Linked DNA regions of Gasterosteus aculeatus: region 1 is linked to region 2. A link is a contact called in public Hi-C data. All regions are on one chromosome and are shown on one strand. Each heading gives the region's core, a stretch centred on a gene start, on an enhancer-like site or on the middle of the called end of the contact. The rest is flanking DNA. Distances are from core to core; before and after follow the strand shown.

Region 1 (2,700 bases), core at 116-2,615, 210 kb before region 2:
TCCCAGTCGTGTTTCTAGAAGGAGACATTGTATTCTTAGGGGTGTGTTGCATTGCATTGTTGTGTGTTTATTTAGATCTACCATCTTGGCTCTACTGTACAAGAGTCAGTGGTGCTAACAGAAAACTTACGTCTCTGCACAATCAACATCCATTTAACCATTTGCATAAAACAAGACTTTGACTCTGTATCATCGGTTTAAGCATATGTGATGTATTACATATGTGTGCAATTACTGCGAATCCATTATGAGATCTACTGTTTGATTCTGGGCATGTTGCAACTTGTTCGTCAATGGCCTTAGCGTGATGCTTTCTCAGCTTCACTGCTCTACTTTCTAATGCAACGGGATTATGGACGTGCAGCATCTGCCAAACAAGCCGAAGAATAAAGCGACGATGCACGCATTAAGAAAAGGTCACATGGATCAGAAAATACGCATTTTATCCTTCAACTGTGTTGTGTTTTAGCAGCATCCTGTGCGAGCTCTCGGGCCTCTTAAGGCCGCGCGATGACAACAAATACGCCAGCTGGCCGATAAAATGCGATTAACGGCGAACATCAGCGCCGGACCTTTCATTTCATTTCCCACATCTTCTTTGCAACAGGAAACGCAACGCATATTCATGTGTTGTGCGTACGTCGGACGACCAGGTGACACTGACCTCTCGGTGTCTGCCTTTGAAGACGACGGCAAATGCGCCATGTCCGATCAGGTCCTTCCGACTGAACTCAAACTTCCCCACCGTCTCCATGGCGCGTCGGAGGCGGATCGCAGAGTTGCTACTCGAGGGCCGCGCGGGTGACCGGGCGCGTCGGATCACCCTGCCGGGTCGCGGTCTCCTGCGCGGGGCGAGTGGGGCAGCAGCAGCAGCAGCGGCGGCGGCAGCGGCTTCGTCGGGGATGTCCGGCCCCTCGTTCACTTGCCATGAGCTGCCTTCGTGACAACAAACCGGCCTCTTCTCTCATGTTCGCACGCACGCGTTTCGGAGCGTCACTCCCAGCGAAGCTCTGCGGCGATTCCCATCGCGGACGACGCGGAGTTCGATAGCTAAACAAACGGGAATCGGATTGTTGTTGTTGTTGTTGTTGCTGCAGCTCTCCGGCGTGCCACCTTAAAGGAAGCTGGCTGTGTTTTGTTTATATACAAGACGGGTCCTCGCTCTTGTCGTCTAAGGCGAGACAAGCGCGCGCTGTGGCCTTAAAACGAGCGAACAACGTCCAAAGACCGGAAAACAATGTAATCGGTGTTGTTTGTATCTTGCAAATTCGCAGTCGACTCGTCGAAAGTCGAAGAATCGATGGCACCAACAAAGCAGACGGCGTCCAGCCTCTGCAAGAGGGCGCATGCGCGGGGAAGCTACAGCTGTGAGTGTGACGTCACTTCCCGGTTCCTCGGTCATAAAACGAAAGCGGGTTGAGTTACTTTTAGTTTTACTTTGGATTTAAAAACCGGGGAATTTATTTATTAGGAAGAACCATTAGGAAAAAATAAAGTCTTAATACGCATTACCAATCGCGTAGTAATGAATTCTTCGTGTAATTAATTAAATTAAATATAAAATATCTTTTGTCGTCACTTGTCACTTTGTCTCTTGTCTGTTACTTGTTCGTTAGTGCACTTTATGCTTAATATTTTTCTTTTTAACTTTTTAATATTTACATTTTTTAAACTTTATTCCCTTGTTTTATACTAACCCATAGCCTTAGCCTTATTCTACTAACCCATTGCATTAGCATTTCATTCCACTTTATTTTATTACTTGTGCACTGTTGTCTTGTCTGTCTACTGTCGCGCACTAACCGCCAAGACAAATTCCTTGTATGTTTGACATATTTTGGCTAATAAATGTTTCCTGATTCCTGATTCCTGATCCTGAGACAATCAGTAGCAACCGACAATTGTTTTATGTATGTCTTAACATTTCTTTTACCAGCGTCTGAATACTAATAATAAATAAACGCAAAAAACTAAATTGGTTTCAGTGTGTGGATTTTTTTCCACGCTTTTAGAACGGGGGATTAACACCATATTTCCTTGACACGACTTTAAATTGGTGACCTCACAATTACAATGTTATTAAAATCACCACTAGGACGAGAAAATGACTATCATCATGTTCATTTAATGATGATCTTTGTTCATTATCACGGGCTCCGCAGGGGAAGATTTATCCCCAGATGAGAATTACCTTTATTTGTCACCTGATGTGTCAACTGATAATTTCCTTGCAACTGTTAAACAAAAGCAGTTGAAAGCATTAGAGCGGAGCCGGAGTGTTTAGGGTCAGAAGAACATACAAAAACTGGAAAAAAAGGGTGAAGCTCACTACACAGATGGCCCGATGATGATGTAACTATGGTAACCAAAGAGAAAAGAAATCAATATTATCACCCATCAAATATGGGAAGAGACATGTCATTCCGATCACAAGCAGTATCACACGGATTGAATTTGAATGAAAAACTATAATGTGAGCATGCATATTCATCTCATGTTAATTCAGAATAATTTGCATACAGACATGAAAACAGAAAAAAAGTAATGACAAAACCATCACAGCCTTTCACTTGTTGGTTTATTTGATGCTTTGATGGGAGGGAGGGGGTGTTGCTGTTAATTGCAAGGAAGGTGGTTACAGTGGGGAAATGCAAAGCCACCAACAGACCAACAGTGGAGGGTCAGGTCTGTTCTGTGATC
Region 2 (2,965 bases), core at 305-2,804:
TTAGGTGCAGTAAAACAGTTTTAATGATATTCCCTTACAACGTATGGCTCTCATACCTAACATTAACCTCACAATTCTTGCAATTATACAACAAATACATCCATATGTTGTTGGATATAATATTATATATATATATATATATATATATAATATATATATATATATATATTTGTAATTAAAACTGTCTTTGAGTTTAATACATATTGAGTTAGCAGCCTTTTTCAGCAATTCAGTGATATACATCATCCTTTTAAATCTGCCTCGTTGCATTTCCTCGACATGATGGAGAATTTCCATGAAAACATGATAAGATGTAATCATGGTAAGCCTGGACGGACAGCAGACTTGTACTTGGAGTTGGTGCCTGTCCCTCTGAAACCAAGTTCATAAAACCAATGGTCTCCGTACATACAACATACCACAACCACTACCACAGTTTTTTAAAATATCAAGTGGAACATAGAGATTTTGGCCTTCAGCTATTTTATTGCAGACAATTAGGCCCCGCTCAACAAACATGTTAACATGTGAGACAGCAGTATTTGCAGGGTTTATTTTGCTTTGCCTTTTATTTCTGTGACTTTTCTGCTATTTTCTCACATTTTTGTATTTCAAATTGATCATGACAGGTCGAGGAGCCGATCACAGGTGCCTTATGTGCAATGTTGGGTCGGGTTGCTCGGAAAGAACCCAAAATGGTCAAAGGGAACTTTGAGAGACTTCACACTTACATGTGTGAGGTGGAAAGAATGGGTGGGAACTTTCTGAGGGGTTTGTAGCACCATGCGTCTTTCAGAAGGGTGATATATTCGGCCTAAAGGAACGGCCTGAAATGTCCTTAGAAAAGCTTCACTGTCAAGGTTTTGACACGTGGGTGCGGGGCAGTTTTCTGCTTCCTACTCCATAATCCAAATGATCCAATAAGTCTCTTGCTGTAAGACCTTCCTCTTTGTGATTAAAGAATGATTCAACTTTTAAGTAGAAACTGGTCAAATGGATGCCTAAATAAAATATATTTTTCTTGTCAGATATCATGAATTAATGAGCCCATCCTGCCCAACACACATAGGAGCAGGAGGAGGCATAAATACTGTATGTCTTTTTTTGTATTGCTTTTCTGGCCCTTCACCTGCTGTTGTTTAACCACTTCACATGACGGGAACAGGGGCAAAAACGATCAGCACATTGCTGCTGCTGCTGCTGCTGCTGTCGTTGTGACAATCCATTAAATCAGTGAAAGTACTTATTACTTTCCTGGTAAGCCGGTCAGTCAGTGAAGGAGTCTTAAGTTGCCCTTGCTCATGCAATTAATTCCCCCCCCCTAGCTGTGCTCGTCTATATGGCTGGTTCATGCTCTGTTCTCTTTGAGCAAGAGGCAGCCACCATCAATAAAGCAAACCATTGGTGGAGTGACTCCCATTAAAAGCGCATGCATAAATAGGAGAAGAGTTAGTCTTATCAGCTGAGACACCATGATGACTCGGTGCCAGGCCTCGATCCCTGCCCGAGCCTCTGTGCTGCAGGGCTGTAATTATCCACCGAGTTAATGAGAGGTTCCATGTGTGGGAGCGTACATTCACTCTCCAATAAACTCCTGCCAGGAACAACATCATTTCCCTCTCTTATAATGGCAATTTAATAGATAGTCGTTTGAAAACACGACTGAAGAATCAGTGCGGCAGAGAAAGGCGGAAGGTACAGAGATGGGAAAGGTAGAGATGCATATGGGAGTTTATGCGTGTGTGTTGGGCTGACCACAGTTTATGGTGGGATGTGCAAAGAGGAAACATAACCCAAAGAGAGAGGACGCAGGCAATAACTCTGTATACGTATTGAAATCAGAAAATACTGGTATCTATAGATTTCTTCTTTCCTGTACAGGATCATTAACTAAAATATGGTGAGAACGAGGTACAGTATTGTGTGTTGTAAGAAAGTCACAGTGTAGTAAGTTATTAAGTGTTGTGATCAATCAAAATGCAGAATGTTAAAAAGAAAACCTAAATATTCTCATTTTAGTTTGTCAAAAAACAGACATAGACATAGTATGTCAGGAAAAGGTAAAAGCCTAGGAAGTATTTAAAAAAACATTGCAATTAATTGCGTAGTATTAAAAAAAAAGAATGTCAAAATATAGAATAATAAAAAAAGCACATTAGAAACATAATATAACATGTTGAAAAAGAAATTTAAAGTTTGTCGGAAAAAAAACTACTATACTTTGTTTTACTTTTTACAACACGTTATGAATGGAGTTTTGGCAATAAGGGTCCGCAGTTAAAACAAAATAAGGCTACATATGGTGTCTCTTACTGTCAGCTATCTTTAGCAAAGCAGGAGCAGGAATTAAAGCCACAGCTTGTTTTGCTGACAATTTTTTTCCAATACTTCAGCTCTTAGTTAGATAATAATAGCATTTATCTGATCATTTTATTAAAATGGGTATTAATCTAATCAATAAAAGATATTTAATACATACTGGTTACACTGTATACACTCATATGTCACCTTCTGTTTTTTATGTAACATTTGCAGTGCAACACATGAGGACAACAAGAATACTAATACAAAATAACTATTTTTGAGGTGTGGAACATACAGAAATGAAAGATAACTTTAGAAATAGAACCATAATAACTTTGTAACCGCTTGCAGGCTGCCTCATTTATTAACCCATTTGCCGCAATTTGTATTTTACTAATATTTTTTGACAACTCTGATTTATGTCTGAATACTTCTTTTGTTTCATTCTCCCTATTACCATATGGTCAAAAGCGCCTGTGTAAAGCTGGCCTCTCCTTTCCTCTGGATCAGGCCCAGGATCAGCAACGCTGAAGTATTTCCGAAGCTGTCAAGAGCTGTATGAAAAAATACTACACAAAATAGGAATGACACATGCCCGATGTGCTGAATCATAAAGATTTACACTCATATGTGAGTATGTATCTGCTGAAACAGCTGATGT

Evidence for each region. A called contact is a pair of places that touch in the nucleus more often than the background predicts.
Region 1: a contact with region 2 is called in a Hi-C map of skeletal muscle, with 4 times the contacts expected there. The contact joins the promoter of ulk1b here to the enhancer-like site in region 2. A contact is called at or near these places in 2 of 6 Hi-C or Micro-C datasets (both in skeletal muscle).

What each region holds. Positions count from the first base shown.
Region 1 is chr14:10,095,828-10,098,527 of fGasAcu3.hap1.1, reverse strand. It overlaps ulk1b (unc-51 like autophagy activating kinase 1), which reads right to left and starts at 1,365. Exons shown (of 27, transcript XM_078088435.1): 1 at 665-1,365; 2 at 1-14. The coding sequence starts at 754.
Region 2 is chr14:9,888,815-9,891,779 of fGasAcu3.hap1.1, reverse strand. No RefSeq gene overlaps it. Among protein-coding and RNA genes, the nearest start is that of trabd2a, 55 kb to the right of the region's middle. Within about 2 kb of position 1,554, at least 2 of the 9 cell types and tissues checked have open chromatin away from gene starts, as enhancers often do.